Regions from separate parts of the Mus musculus genome. Here region 1 is linked to region 2. A link is a contact called in public Hi-C data. All regions are on one chromosome and are shown on one strand. Each heading gives the region's core, a stretch centred on a gene start, on an enhancer-like site or on the middle of the called end of the contact. The rest is flanking DNA. Distances are from core to core; before and after follow the strand shown. Region 1 holds the start of Csmd1 (CUB and Sushi multiple domains 1). Region 2 overlaps Csmd1 (CUB and Sushi multiple domains 1).

Evidence for each region. A called contact is a pair of places that touch in the nucleus more often than the background predicts.
Region 1: a contact with region 2 is called in a Hi-C map of cortical neurons, with 2.3 times the contacts expected there. The contact joins the promoter of Csmd1 here to the enhancer-like site in region 2. A contact is called at or near these places in 1 of 39 promoter capture datasets (hippocampal neurons) and 3 of 484 Hi-C or Micro-C datasets (cerebral cortex, cortical neurons and forebrain).

What each region holds. Positions count from the first base shown.
Region 1 is chr8:17,533,278-17,540,135 of GRCm38.p6, forward strand. Csmd1 (CUB and Sushi multiple domains 1) reads right to left here and starts at 2,108. Exons shown (of 70, transcript NM_053171.2): 1 at 1,613-2,108. The coding sequence starts at 1,697.
Region 2 is chr8:17,050,895-17,057,887 of GRCm38.p6, forward strand. The region is part of intron 2 of Csmd1 (CUB and Sushi multiple domains 1); the gene reads right to left. Among named protein-coding and RNA genes, the nearest start is that of Gm39136, 230 kb to the right of the region's middle. Within about 2 kb of position 2,962, at least 13 of the 459 cell types and tissues checked have an H3K27ac peak or open chromatin away from gene starts, as enhancers often do. A contact at or near this core is called in cortical neurons and hippocampal neurons, where this site is marked.

The sequences.
Region 1 (6,858 bases), core at 858-3,357, 480 kb after region 2:
GCCAACCTAACCCTGCTTGGTGCTTGACCCGTGGAGCCTCCTCAGGTGGAGGCCCAGGCTAGATGGGGGGAGGGGGACATGTAGTCAGAGGGTAGACATCTGTGGGAAGCTCCCCAAAAATCAAGCAATCCCATCTTTCTAGTTAAGCAGGACCCACCTATTTCTAGGTGAGCTATTGGGACACATCCCACGGATAGTTATTGTGAGAAGGATGCTAAGCAGAGGGGCCAGCATCAGAAGGCCGAATTTTCCCCCACCTGGAGCCCTCAGGCAATCCTCTGCTCTCTCCAGGCCGGTGTGGAGTTGGATGGAGATCACAGAGTCCTCTGTGGCTTCTTAATCACCCTTGAATTTGAACCACTAGGGGAATAGCAGCTGGGGTAGTCTTAGAGAGGAAAGGGAAATTTCTTCTGAGGAAAAGAGGGGACAAATGATTCAAAAGGGGGGAAAAAGTCGTAAGACTTGGTTCCATCCTTTAAAAAGAAAAGCAGTCTGTCTATAAAGATACAGATACAGATTTGCCCAGTAGTGTGAGGAAGGAAACTGGGAACCTGACACCCAGTAGCACCAGGAGCATATGAGAGAGTGAAGAAATGGGAGCAGGTACTTGCCAATGTGAAATCAATCCTCTCTCTCTCTCTCTCTCTCTCTCTCTCTCTCTCTCTCTCTCTCTCTCTCTCTCTCTCTCCCTCTCTCTCTCTCTCCTTCTCCCCCCTTCCTCCTCTCTTTCCTCCTCCTTCCCATAGACTAAACCTAGCGCACAGGAGCTGTTACCAGCCCGAAGGTTGCAGCTTGTAGAGACTTAGGAGAAAACATCCCCTAACTCCTTTCAAGGAGAAAGCCAAATTCTCTGAGACAAAAAAGCCCCAGGAACCATACAGAAATAGCCCTTTCCTTTGGTTGATCAGACTTTGACAGGGGTTGCCTCTGCACCCACAGAGAATTGATCTGCTAGGGAAACCTGACCAGAACTCCCCACTGGCTTCACCCACCTTGCCAGATATCACAACTTGCAAAAAAGCAAAGTCCAGGGAAGGAAAGAGGAGGCGACATCCCAGAGACAGCTAGTTTGAGTACCTTGGAGGGGAAGCATAGGAATGGGGTGAGAGGAGGTGTAAGGCTATGGGAACACCACTCAGCTAGGAGCTCTCTCTGATGGCACAGGAGCCCGGCGAGCTTGAACTTGCCAGGCTGACGGTGCCCAGTATGTTTCCCAGGTGCGCTGGGTCCGGGGAGAAGTCGTGGGAACTACCCCAGCCTGCGACCCGCCAAGCCCACCAAGCGCCAGGAGCCAAGGCGCAGTTCTCTGCCCAACTCGTGTCGGGCTCTCTTCTCCTTGACAACCCACAGTACACAGCACAGAGAGAAATGTCGTTTAAGCCCAAGTGAGGGGGAAGGAAGGGCGGGGGTGGGGCGGGGGCAGATGAGGGGTGGGAAGAACGCGATGGAAGCTCGGTATCGGGCGCTGCGTTCCCTAGCGTCGCTGGTGGACAGCCACCCGGTCGGTGCCTGCCGCTTGGTCCCTTACAATCCTCAGATCAGACACTCGCGTTCGCAAACCGGGCCTCCGAGGGTTCGGCCGTCTCCCCGGTACCGAGCTAGCCTGTCTTACCCTTAGCTGCAGTGAGGAGCCCCGCGCACAGAACCGCCAGCACCAGAGGCAGGAGCAGCGACTTGAATTTCCTCCACGCAGTCATGTCTGCAGATATTCCACACGCACACGACACGGATGGCTCCTCTCGGATGCGCCGGTCTCCTCCGAGGAACAACCGGGCTCTAAACAGAGTCCGGTAATCACCAAAGGGCAAGGCGAGCTGGCAAGAGCTCCGGGTCCCCAGCCCGGCCGCGCATCTGACGCCTCCCGCAGCTCTGCGCGCCCGGCTCGCTCCGCTCCCGTAGCATCGGGTCCGAGCCACTGCGGGGCTGAAGATGCTCTGAGCGAGCGCAGCCCCGGGGCTGCCGGGGCCGGGGACGAGCGCCGGCCGAGCCGGGCAGGAAGGCACCAAGGCGGCGAGGCTGCGGGAGGGGGCGAGGCGGGAGAGGAGCGCGCGCAACCGGGAGCAACCTGGAGCGGAGGCAGCTGGAGAGAGAGCCAGCGAGTGGGAGGTGCGGGAGGGGCGCGGGGGGAGGGGGGAGCAGGGCTGGAGCGGGAGGAAGGCGGGGAGCGAGCGCCGAAGACAGGCTGCTAGAGGCGCAAGGAGCCGCTGCCGTGGTGGCTGGACTCAACCATCCTACCCACCGAGAGGGGAAGGAGGCTGGCACCGCGCAGTCCGGGACTCAGCCTGGCCTCGGGCTTTCAGGCCCCTGCTAGTGCTCCCGCAGGCAGCGCAGCGTTCAGTCTCTGGCGCGGCTGCGCGCAGGCTGGAGCACGGAGACTTGTTGGGCGCTCAAGTGGGAGAAGCCCACGCTGCGCACCGGGGAAAAACCATACAATTGGCCACGCGAGCGAGCCCGAGGGCTCTGTGGGGGCAGGCAGAGGCCAGCCTCCATCCTTCTCTTTCTCTACTGACCAGAAGAAGACCTCTGCCTAAGTTAGGAAAGAAATGCAGGTGGGGGAAGAGAATGGGCCCAGCTGTGACTGAAACTGGGAGCAAAATGGTGCTTTTAAAAGAAATTATAAATTACCTTTGAAAAGGTGACTGTCTGCAACTATGATGAGCCTCTGACAGGTTCCTGTTCTGCTCCTGTTTAGTCCTGTTAGTGTTACCCTCATTGCAAGCCCAGCTCTATGTGGGAAACAAAATGAATCTAAACAACCCAACTGGGCTGCCACCCTGTTCTGGTTGTGAGAGCAGGAGAATTGACAAAAGTGTAGTGAACCCCAGCATCACATCCAGCATTCCTGCAAGAGGGATCAGAAGGAAGTTCCTAAAAGCAGGTCTACTGCAGCCAGTGAGTGCACACAGAGTAAACTACTAGAAAAAGGCTGTAGGTTAATTGAAAAAATCCAAACCAGGTGAAGGCTAGAGTTCACAGATGCTCCATTCTTAGAAAGGATTCGGGAGTTCTAGAGGATAGGATGGAAGGGGCCAGGGATGGACATCTCAGGCCCCCAGCATGGGAACATTCATCCCATGCTGACTGTGAGTTGTTCACACCAAGGAATGAGGATGGTGTGTGGAGGCAGGCTGATGGCCACATCATCGCACCAGCATTGTGCCCACTGTTAGGGGCAGAGTCACGGTGTGCCACTCAAGTTTAGTGTTCTAGAGCTTTCTTGCTCCCTGAAGCCCACGGATGACGTGAGGGCATGAGAGTGACTCCAAAAATGTAGAGTCACCGGCTGTACCTTACCTTCCAAGAGTAACCAGAGACTTTATCCAGCCTAGAATCCTTCTCCTGGAGATTGGAGCTCCCCAGAAAAAAAAAAAAAAAAAAAAAACCCTGGGCTCTGTTCTCCTGCAGGTTTCCCCCAGGCTCTCTTGGAACTGATCTGAAGTTTTTTTGTTTTGTTTGTTTGAAAGTATCCTCCCATTGCTCTTCCCTTATCCCTAGGGGAGAAAATTCCAGGCTATCTCTCTAAAGCAATGGATTGAGAATGATGCCCTGTGTGCTTCAGTGTGACAGGGAGTGGAAGGGGTCACCTACAGTGTGATTTTAAGTCATTCCCCCAGGTGTTATTTACACTCCAGCAAGTGAACAACAACAACAAGACCTATTAGGAGATCCGATAGCTCATCCGCTGCTCCTCCTTAGGACCCATTGATCTACAGAAGCAGCATAGCTGAAGACCTCCATGAGAAACGGTGTCCTGTCTTCTGAATGCCACTCCTAATGACTCATGTCACCAAGAAGGATTTCTGCCATTAAAAACCATTTCCAAATCTCACTTCTTTGTCGGGGGGAGGGGGGGTGTGGGGGGGGGCTCCCAGATGGAGCCATGTTATTAGGGTCCGAATCAAGAATGTTCAGTGTCACCTGAGATGTCAAACACCTTTGCTTTGCACAGAATGGTGGCACTTTGACAACTCAAGATTGAGTGGCTCCTTCATGGCCACAGGCTTAAAGACCCTTTTTCTTTCAGATCCAGGGTGATACAGACCGGTAGAGACAGCACTCAGGAGACAGACGGGGCCATCACCTCAAGTTCAAGCCCAGCCTGGTCTAGGAAGAGAGTTTCAGGCTAGCCAGAGCTACACAGGGAGGCCTTGTCTCAAAACAACAATAATTAAAACACTTTTTGGGGGGATGCTTTTGTTGCAAATTATCTATTTGAGTAAAATTGTAGAGCAACAACAGTCAAAAAAATGACAATCACTTTGTTTCAGATTAGAAAGGAAGAAAGATCCTGAGTCTGGAAGTTAGAACGACCTTGTCAGATTGCAACTTGATTGTGAGCCCAAGGCATAAGACTGTCCAGGAAGAATAGCTCATTTTGGAGGAATGTGATAATATTGGGAATCTCCCCCACCTAGGATCTCAGGCACTTCACAGCCCAGAAGGAAACCATGGGGCTCTGCTGCCATCTAGTGCTCTGCTTTTCTTTTAGGAAAGCCATAATCCCATCTCTTTTTCATCTTCCACTCCGGTCACCTACCTTCTTGGAAGATTTTGCCGAGTATACCTTCATATCCCTATGCCATAGACAAAGAACATTGATAGCATCCTAGAGGGTCTCCCCTCTTTGGGTCTCTGATTTGATATGAGGGCGTAATTTCCCTCAGATCTGAGAAGGCCCTAATTTAGAATTGTTACAAGGTAATCTCAGTGAGGGACAGTGAGATTTCACCCCTAGAAATGCTGCGGGGCCTCTTTGCAGTGACTGGAAGGTTTGTGCCACTGCATGGGTGTGGACATCTTTCTCAGTCTCTGCAGAGCACTCTTCGGCCTCCACAACCTGGATAAGCTACTCTAGAAACATGGTTGGTATCCAGACTGGCCCGGAGGAGTTCAAAGAGAAAGAGCAGAGAGGCCCCTGCTGTGCTGAAAAGATGGCGATGTCCCTGAGGGCCCAGCATCATCCACATGAAGGATGACAACCTAAACGTTCAAGAGATGAAAAGCCCCTGTGAGATGGAATCACCTAAGGAGAGGACAGAAACATGATGCTTGAGATAAATATAGATTGCTTTTCACAATGTACAAATGAGAATACTAATTAGCTGAAGAGCTGTACGGGTATGAAAATCTTAGAGAATACAGCTTGTTGCTAGGATGGCTAAATATGACTTTGTTTGGCTTCCTTAATCCTGTATTTGAAATAGATGGACGATCATGAAAGAGTTGGAGGGGACTTCTTTCTTTAAGAAATCTGGCTACCTATAGGAAGGCACCTCCTTCAAAAGCCAGAAGGTGAACTCTACTTGGATGTTTGTACCCATATAAATCCCTCTCCCCCACAAAAGACCTTAGGACATATACAGTTGATGGCAAGATTCTTCTCTGCCCTGCCACCTCCCTAAGGGGAGAGCATAATGTGACAGGGGTATAGAATGTTCTGACAGTAATATCATATCACTATTCTTTGTAAGTGACCTTAGAATACAGCAATCCCCAGGCCACCATTGAAAGGAGGTAGAGGCACATAAGCAAGTGTGATGACACACGCTGCTGTGCATGACTCTCTTGAGTGGCTCATCCATACTTGCCTGCCAAGCCTTTGCTATGCCTTTCTGATAAAGCAGTGTGTGCATTCTATGTGTGCATGCCTTTAGGGTGGTGGATACTCACGATAAATGGTTCATTGCATAGATTAAGAGACTTGTGAATCCTCTTTCATCATTATGTAGCTTGCCTGAAAGGGCACTCTAGGAACCATGGGCATCTCTGTGCATAACAATAACTTAAATCAGTGTGATGTTTTGTATATACTTGGCCCAGGGAGTGGCACTATTAGATGCTGTAGACTTGTTGGAGTAGGTGTGTCACTATCAGTGTAAGCTTTTTTTTTATTAGATATTTTCTTTATTTACATTTCAAATATTATCCCCTTTCCTGGTTTCCCCTTCGAAAACGCCCTATCCCCTCATCCTTCTCCCTGCTCATCAACCCACCCATTCCCACTTCCTGACTTTGGCATTACCCTACACTGGGGCATAGAGCCTTCACAGGACCAAGGGTCTCTCCTCCCATTGATGATGGACTAGGCCATCCTCTGCTACATATGCAGCTTGAGTCATGAGTCAAGAAACCATGTGTTTTCTTTGGTTGGTGGTTTAGTCCCTGGGGCTCTGGGGTTACTGGTTAGTTCCTTGTTCAAGATGCCTAGAAGCTAATCCTCTCCTAGCAACCTTCAGATGAAGATGTAGAACACTCAGCTTCTCCAGCACCGTATCTGCCTGGATGCTTCCTGCCTTGATGATAATGGACTGAACTTCTGAATGTGTAAGCCAGCCCCAATTAAATGTTGCCTTTATATGAATTGCCTTGGTTATGGTATCGGTTCACAGCAGTAAAATCGTAAGGCATCTGGTCATCTGTATTATGGACGTGCACGTGGCTGGTTTCAACCTCAAAGTAAGCAGTTTTTCTTGGATAAGATCTATGATTTGGCATTTCCAAGTTCAAGGTGACATGGTTATATCAGAGGTAATACTTTGACAAATACTGGTATCAGAGATGAACCTTGGAGTCAAAAGAGTCTGCTTTGAGTCATACATTTACCTTCTTCTCAGCAAGCAAGCATGCAAACAAATGTAGTCTGTGTTTCCTCATCTGCGATGTATGTAATGAGGTCTCCCTTACCCAGTATTGAAACAACATCAGACATACAGTAAAGCTTCAAAGACGGGGTCTCCTTTCCCCACACAACCCACCTCTGAAATGGAAGAAAGAGAAGCAGCCAGATGGGGAAGGTATTCCACCAGCACCAACTCATAGTTTACAATTTCAAACTGGAATTGGGGAGACAAAAAAGAA
Region 2 (6,993 bases), core at 1,712-4,211:
CCTCAACATGTGCCATGCTTGTATCTCAGTCACATAGTACCTGTAAAACAATTCAAAAGCAGAAAGACATAGCTTGACCTAGATTGTCAAGGGTTTCAAAATCATGATCCCTTGGCTCTGTCATTTCTGGGACCGAGGTAGAACATTGTATCATGGGAGGCAATTGTCATGGAGCAAGGTAGCTTGACATTATGGCAGGTAGGCAGCAGCAAGTGGACTAAGCAGGGGCCTGAGCCAGTGTCTGCCTTTCTAGAGTATAGTCCATTAATCTCCATCCAGATGGTTCACATTTTCTAAAGCCCTCAACACCTACCAAATACTATTGTCTCTGGCAAGAAGACACTTCACAGTCAGCCGTGACATTGAGGATGTGACTCCTTGTCAATTTTTAGTCACATATTCCTTTTTATTTTTATTAAAGTGCCCAGAGGAAAGGCTTGGCACTGGATGGTAGATATAGCTTTTCAGGCATAGTTATATATAATATTAACCATCAAATCAACAGACACAAGGATTGTTCTCTTTCAAGGGCCAAACAAGAATGCATCAAAGATACCCTATCAGGGTTCTCTTCTGCTTTCAGTCACTCTGCATCCCCTTATCTAGGTGAGAAAAGCCACTTTAGAAATATTTCCCATTAACTAATTATCAGAAGAATAAGTACTTCTTAGGAATATCAGCCATTTTTAAGGCACTCAGACTTCTAAGAAGATATCTCCAAAGGAAGGACTAGTTTTCAAAGAGAACTGATTGGGAAGTGGCGGATTACTAACCATCAAGGACGTGTCAGTTGACACAAAACACATTGGTGCTCACACTATCATAGTAAGAATGGATATGAGCAGTGACTAGATTCAGCAAACACCAAGAGTGAAAGGGGACCCGTGCTATACTCTGCTTGGAATACAAATCACTGTGCCATGAGAGAAAGCTATGTGAATGTCACCCCTAAAATTAGAGGCAGAACTACCATGGAATGCTATAACAGCACTATGATGAAATGCTATAAGATCACTGCTGGGAAGGTATGCAAAACAAAGAATGTCAATACGTTGGAGGACGTGCATATACCCACATTTACAGAAGCACTATTATCAGCTGCCACAGTTTCTGTCCTTGAAAGAATGCATATAGAAAATGTGATATATCTATATAATGAGATATTATTCAGCTCTGAGAAAGGGTCCTATTGTCTGCAGTAAAATGGATAAAACTGGCCTTATGTCATGTTTGGTTAAATACACCAGATGCAAAAATACAAACGAACCATGCTCTAATGCATCTGTAACATAGAAGTGTTGATTTCATAAAAGGTGAGAGAATGGTCAGATCTGGAAGCCAGGAGGCCATAGGAGAGGAGGATAGTTAACTGCTAATGTGTACACCGGGCCAAAAAGAAAACCAGCTGAGATGTAATAGGAAAGTGGTGTAAATAAGTCTGATTATAATTCCTTGTGTATTTCAAAATAGCTAATAAGCCCCATTTTGTATCCTATCATCCAAAGAATGATAAGAGAACGTTTGATGATTGACATGTTAATTACCTTATTCTGATCACTGCCCTTACATTGTATTTACGTACTGTATTATCACACTGCGTGCAATATGCATATGCAATTATGCCCACTAAATCACACACATAACATGTTCAGGCCTGCAGATAGTTCTATTCATAGCATTGTAATCACGTAAGTGCTGACCATTTATGATATCTGACATTCCAGCTTCTTCTAGGCTGGGTTCTTCTACCCACACGCACTGTTGCCGTTCTAAACATAACAGGTCACATTTGTTCCTTGACTTTGAAGAAGCTCATTCTTTATCAGTCTCACTTCAGAAGTACGTTATGAATGGCATTCTGATGAACTCATTGAAGGGTCTCTGATGTTCTCATTGACAGAGAAAGGTGGAACGTGGAAGCCGATCCCTGGACAGTGTTGGTTGGGAGTTCCTTCCACTTTACCCCTTTCGTTTTCTAATTTAGCTAGTAAGCTTGCACCTGTGCACATACTCCAAATCCCTCCTGACCCTGAGCTGAGCAAGGCTGCTAGTCAGTGGATTGTGTTCATGGAGTAGCTTATATTGTTTACTGAAATAAGAATCCTAGAAGCCTAGTCTGAAGCACATTGAATTTTCCAGGTTTTTCTCTTTTATTTTCATTCCTGTACTTGAGACAATGCCTCATGTAGCCAAGGCTAGCCTTCAACAAAAACTATGTAGCTGAAGATGACCTTAAATTAAGCACATGGTCATTTCTGTGTCCTCGGGGTGACAAATTTGTGCCACTATTCCTGGCTACAGGAGTCTTTCAAAGAAGAAAATAAAGCAATGCTGCAAGCTGAGGAAAATCATTTGTAAGTTTGCAAAGATTTGAAATGTAGACCAGGCACATATAAGCATGTGATTCCCTCATTATCTAAAGTCAATTAAGAAAGCATGTTTTGTTGTCGGAGGATTATAATTATTAAAAGGACATTCGTTCAGGAATGTGTTGTCAGGGAGAGGAAATGCCTCTACTAAGCAAGCATCTGACTGACTTTAAATCTCTCCCACCTTTCGTTCCGCTTAAACAATTCTGTCTCTTCATAAGACTTTGTACATCTTTAAAAGACTCATGCACACATTCGGAGTGCTTCTCAGTTTGCACTGATCACGTTTTTCATAAGAGCCACCATTGTGAACACAACGCAAGCTGTTCCTGAAGTCTTCTGTCAGGGTTGAGTCTCGCAGTGTCTGGAAGATGGACACAGCTAATTACCCAGCCTTCCCATAATACAGCTAATCCATATGCATTGCTGGCAATAGACTCCATCACAGAACAGTCTATATGAACCATGCAGAGACTCAACATGAGGGAGGTATAGGCAAAGGAAGACAGAGGCGTAGGGAGAGAGAAGTAGAGAGAACAGGATGACAGAGATCTCCTCACCAGGGTGGGGCAGAAAAAGCAATGGCAACAGAAGTTTCTCTGCAGCTATGTTCGGGCTGTTTTACATAATTGTGCCTTGTACGATTTTCCCTCCCACATCCCTATCTTAGTAAATGATTTCATCAACACCCATTTCTTTACTTAGCATCTCAACCTCCAAAGCATATGTAAAGCACCTGGGAACTGTGCCCATCAGGGAGACGTGCAGTACAGTCATTCCTCTTTTCATTGTTGTCCAAAATGTCCCCTTTCCTGACCCCCTACATGTCATCCTCCCTGCCATAGCCCATGTGGTTTTTCTGTTGGTGACACTACCCTAACATGGTTGGAGGACCTCTGCCTCTCCTTCCCTCCTTTCCTGTGTCTGCTTCCCACTGTGGCTGCATCTGTACCTGTTTTCTAAATCCTGACTCCCACCTTGTAAGTGATAGAGAGCTGGGCAGCCAGGTGAGCATTCAGCGGGAAACTTTGTGAACGAGAGGGAAGAGACAGAAATAGAAACAATATGGACTCCACTGTCAGGAGCAAGCACTGTCCTGTAATGACAGACCTAGTTCACAAAATTAAAGTAGGTATGAGAGCAGTGGTTTGTCTATGTTTGTGAGAGGCTATACAGAGTTCCTGTGAGGACTGCTAGCTCTGTGGGAGAAATGTCTGCTGTGTGGGAAGGTCAGGAAAGAATTCAATAGGTAGTGCTAACTAAATTTTTTAGTTAGCTAAACTTAATTTTTCCTTAAGGATATCATTAGTAGAGGCAGAAACAGAATAGGGACTTTGAACCACCTTACTGTATAAAGCTGGTAGATAAGTGCAAAGCTGTGTACATTAGAGGAGAAAAACAGACTAAATATGTATTCAAGAAATCTGGAGCATGACACTAGTGATCTCAAAACCAGATTTCCTGATCACGAACCAAACAGAAGTAAGCAGAATGCTAATCCCTCCTTCATTCAGAATTATGATTAAATATGTTTATTGAACATGTGATATAACCTAGAAACCAGTGCTGGCTCTGCTATGAACAAGGTTCAGAGACACAGTTGTAAGCTCTATGCTCTTAGAGCTGTTACATAGTGACAGAAACCACAGGCATGGCTGGAGAACATTCTAGATAATGAGAGACTAGAAATCAGGAGAGTGAGCAGTAGACTATGGACATAGCATGCATAAAAAGAACCAGGCCCCGAGGCTGTGGTTAGAGCTTCATGGTGACTGTTGGTGAATATCTCAATGACTTGGGTTCCTTGTCAAATACATGCTACATGTCAAGCAGTCGGGTTTGGAGGAGGGGCTTCTAATGGCACAGATCAAAGCCTCTACTGAACCTCAGCAGGACTCACAGGGACTGCAAGTGTAGAAATTCAGGATATCATAGTTACTGGTTGTATAGTTCATTTGTTCATTGTTTCTTGGTTTGTTTTGTGTGTGTGGGGGGGGTTGTTTTGTTTTTTCATTCTGCAGTCCATTCTTGCGCGTACCCGACTGGCCAGCAAGAATGACGCTGCAACAGGATCCTTCTGCACATGTTTATTGGGAGAGCTTGATTGCAGAGGCGAAGTGACCCCAAACCCAGAACTGGTGCTGCTTATATAGGCCTAGGAGAGGCGTGTCTCACACCCGGATTGGTTGTGCTTGGGTTATGCTTACCACCTCATTTGCATGCCTACATCTGATTGGTTAACTTCTCTCTCATCTGATTGGTTAATTTTGGTTAGTTCTCAAAACCTCATCTTGGCAAAAAAAATCTTTACTGCCTATGTATGTGTGGTGGCCAGTGGAAGCCAGTGCCACCCTGCAATGGCACATGTGGCTTCCCACAGTCCATGAGATCCTTTATTTGTTACTAAGATGAACTAAGAGACACTTCTAAATAGTCTCACAGAAGCCAGGGGAGGGCCTTGAATATCATTTCTTACAGCTTCTCATCTGTTTCCACGCTCTATCGACAGGAGTTTTCCTTGCACTGTGGCTCCCCAGGCCTCACTCTTTCCCGACATACTTCACAATTCCACCTCATCTCTGCTCCTGGCTGGTGGCTGACACTCAAGACAAGCATGCATGTTCAAGCTGCTCCTTAGATGCAGCTCATGCCCCTCCCTTCTCTTGCAGGCAATCTTTCATTTCAGGCTCTCACGCCTCAGACACCATCCACCATCTCAAGTATCTCATTTGCAATTTGGAACAAATTACTTCTTATGGGTGACTTGTCTTAACAACTATATTCAGGTGACTTATTTTGGCAGTTTTTGACAGCAATGACTGTAAACAAATCCTACCAGGGGGTGAAAGTATAATTCATAGGTGTAGCTTACAGGGTTTTTGGTGATTGCTGGGTATGTTATGCTCTAATGGGGTAACTGCTGGCAAATCATTCATGGATCTAGAAGGTATTGTCCATCCTTACTAAGCAGGACACTTGGCTCGAAATACAGCTTTATATCCCAGGTCATCATCCCAACAGTGGTGAAGTCTAATTTGTTTTGATGTCCCACACTCAGGAGGCTGAGGAATGAAGATTATGAGTGCAAACCTAGCCTGAGATACAAATGGGGCCCTCTCTAAACAAGTATGTGACACACACAAAGGAACCTGGCTCACCAGGTTCTACCTAGCCATTCCCATCCATCAGAGAATAAACACCAAGCAATAAGACAGCTTGGTATATTTAGCATAAACCTCAGGGAACTGGTCATATGACCTAATGTGAAAGCTATTTAAGGGATCTATGAAGAGAAAAAAAATTGATACTCAAGTTACCCATGATTTCAACAATGTACCTCATGAGAAATACAAACTAAATATTAGTAAGAACACGAGGGGTAGGGAAACTGTAAGAGCTGAAGGTTGGGAGGGCTTGAATGTCTCTGGATGTGACAGGATAGGACTTAGCATCTATGGCTGCCTACACACAATCAAGTCAGGCCACATCCCAGTATTGCAGAGGTTCCCCACCATTTGTTCATAGCCCAGGAGCTATTGGTAGTTGGTAGTTTCCAATGGAGGGAAATTCAGGCAGTTTTATTTACCTGTGCAGCTGCTGGGTGGTTGACACTCCAATGGATGCCATACAAACGTGAGTACATGGATAGAAGAAATTGGACTCAGTTGGTTACATTTATAAAATGGATGCAAAATTGGAAGGTGGTGAGGGATTAGGATGCCTGGAAAGAGTCAGGGGGAAGGGTGTGTGTGAATATAAGCAAAGTGCCTTTCACCCATGTATGAAGAATTCAAAGAATGAATGAAATTATTACATTAAACAAGGAAGTGACTAGCAACTATACAACCACACACAGAAACATATGCATTCATATAAAAGGTCACTTATCTGCCAATATGTCACCCAATGAATGCCCAATAAAATTTAAAGAATAACAGAAGAATAAACAATAACACATGTACATATGCATGTGCACATATGTGCATATGACTGCAGGAGCCTCTGAAAGCCAGAAAAAGACATTAGATCCCCTAGAGAGGGAGTTACAGCTGAAGCTGTCCATTCTGGGACTAGGAACTGACCTCTGGTCCTCTGCAAGCATATTGAATGCCTTTAATTTCATAGCCATCTCCACAACCCTATGGGATTTTGTCCTAAGTCATATCATCATGATTGTAAACATCATGAAAACATTGCAGCTCTTCAGTGTTAGAAAGTTTTGCTCAAGACTAAGCATCTTTCTTAGCAAACATTTGTTTTCTTTGTGTTTGTCCAGGAGGAAAATGATTGAGAAAGGACGCTGAGTACTGAGCCTCCTAATGTAACAGCACCTCTAAGAATAGACTCAAGCCTTCGACACTTGTCTCTGTGGCTGGGCCAGCTACATAAACATGACTCATTTTCTGTACTGTTCTATATTGTTAACTTCTACTTATGAGGCATACTCTCTAAGGCATTGAGAGATTTAATATGATCATTTAAAAACCACATTTTCTCTTTGGAAAAGGAAATATGTTACATGCAATCAGTGTAAGGAACTAAAAAAACACACAATACATGCTCATCTGTTTCTTCCCTCAGGACAGCCTTTGTCTTCACCACATCCATAATGCCCTTTTCATTT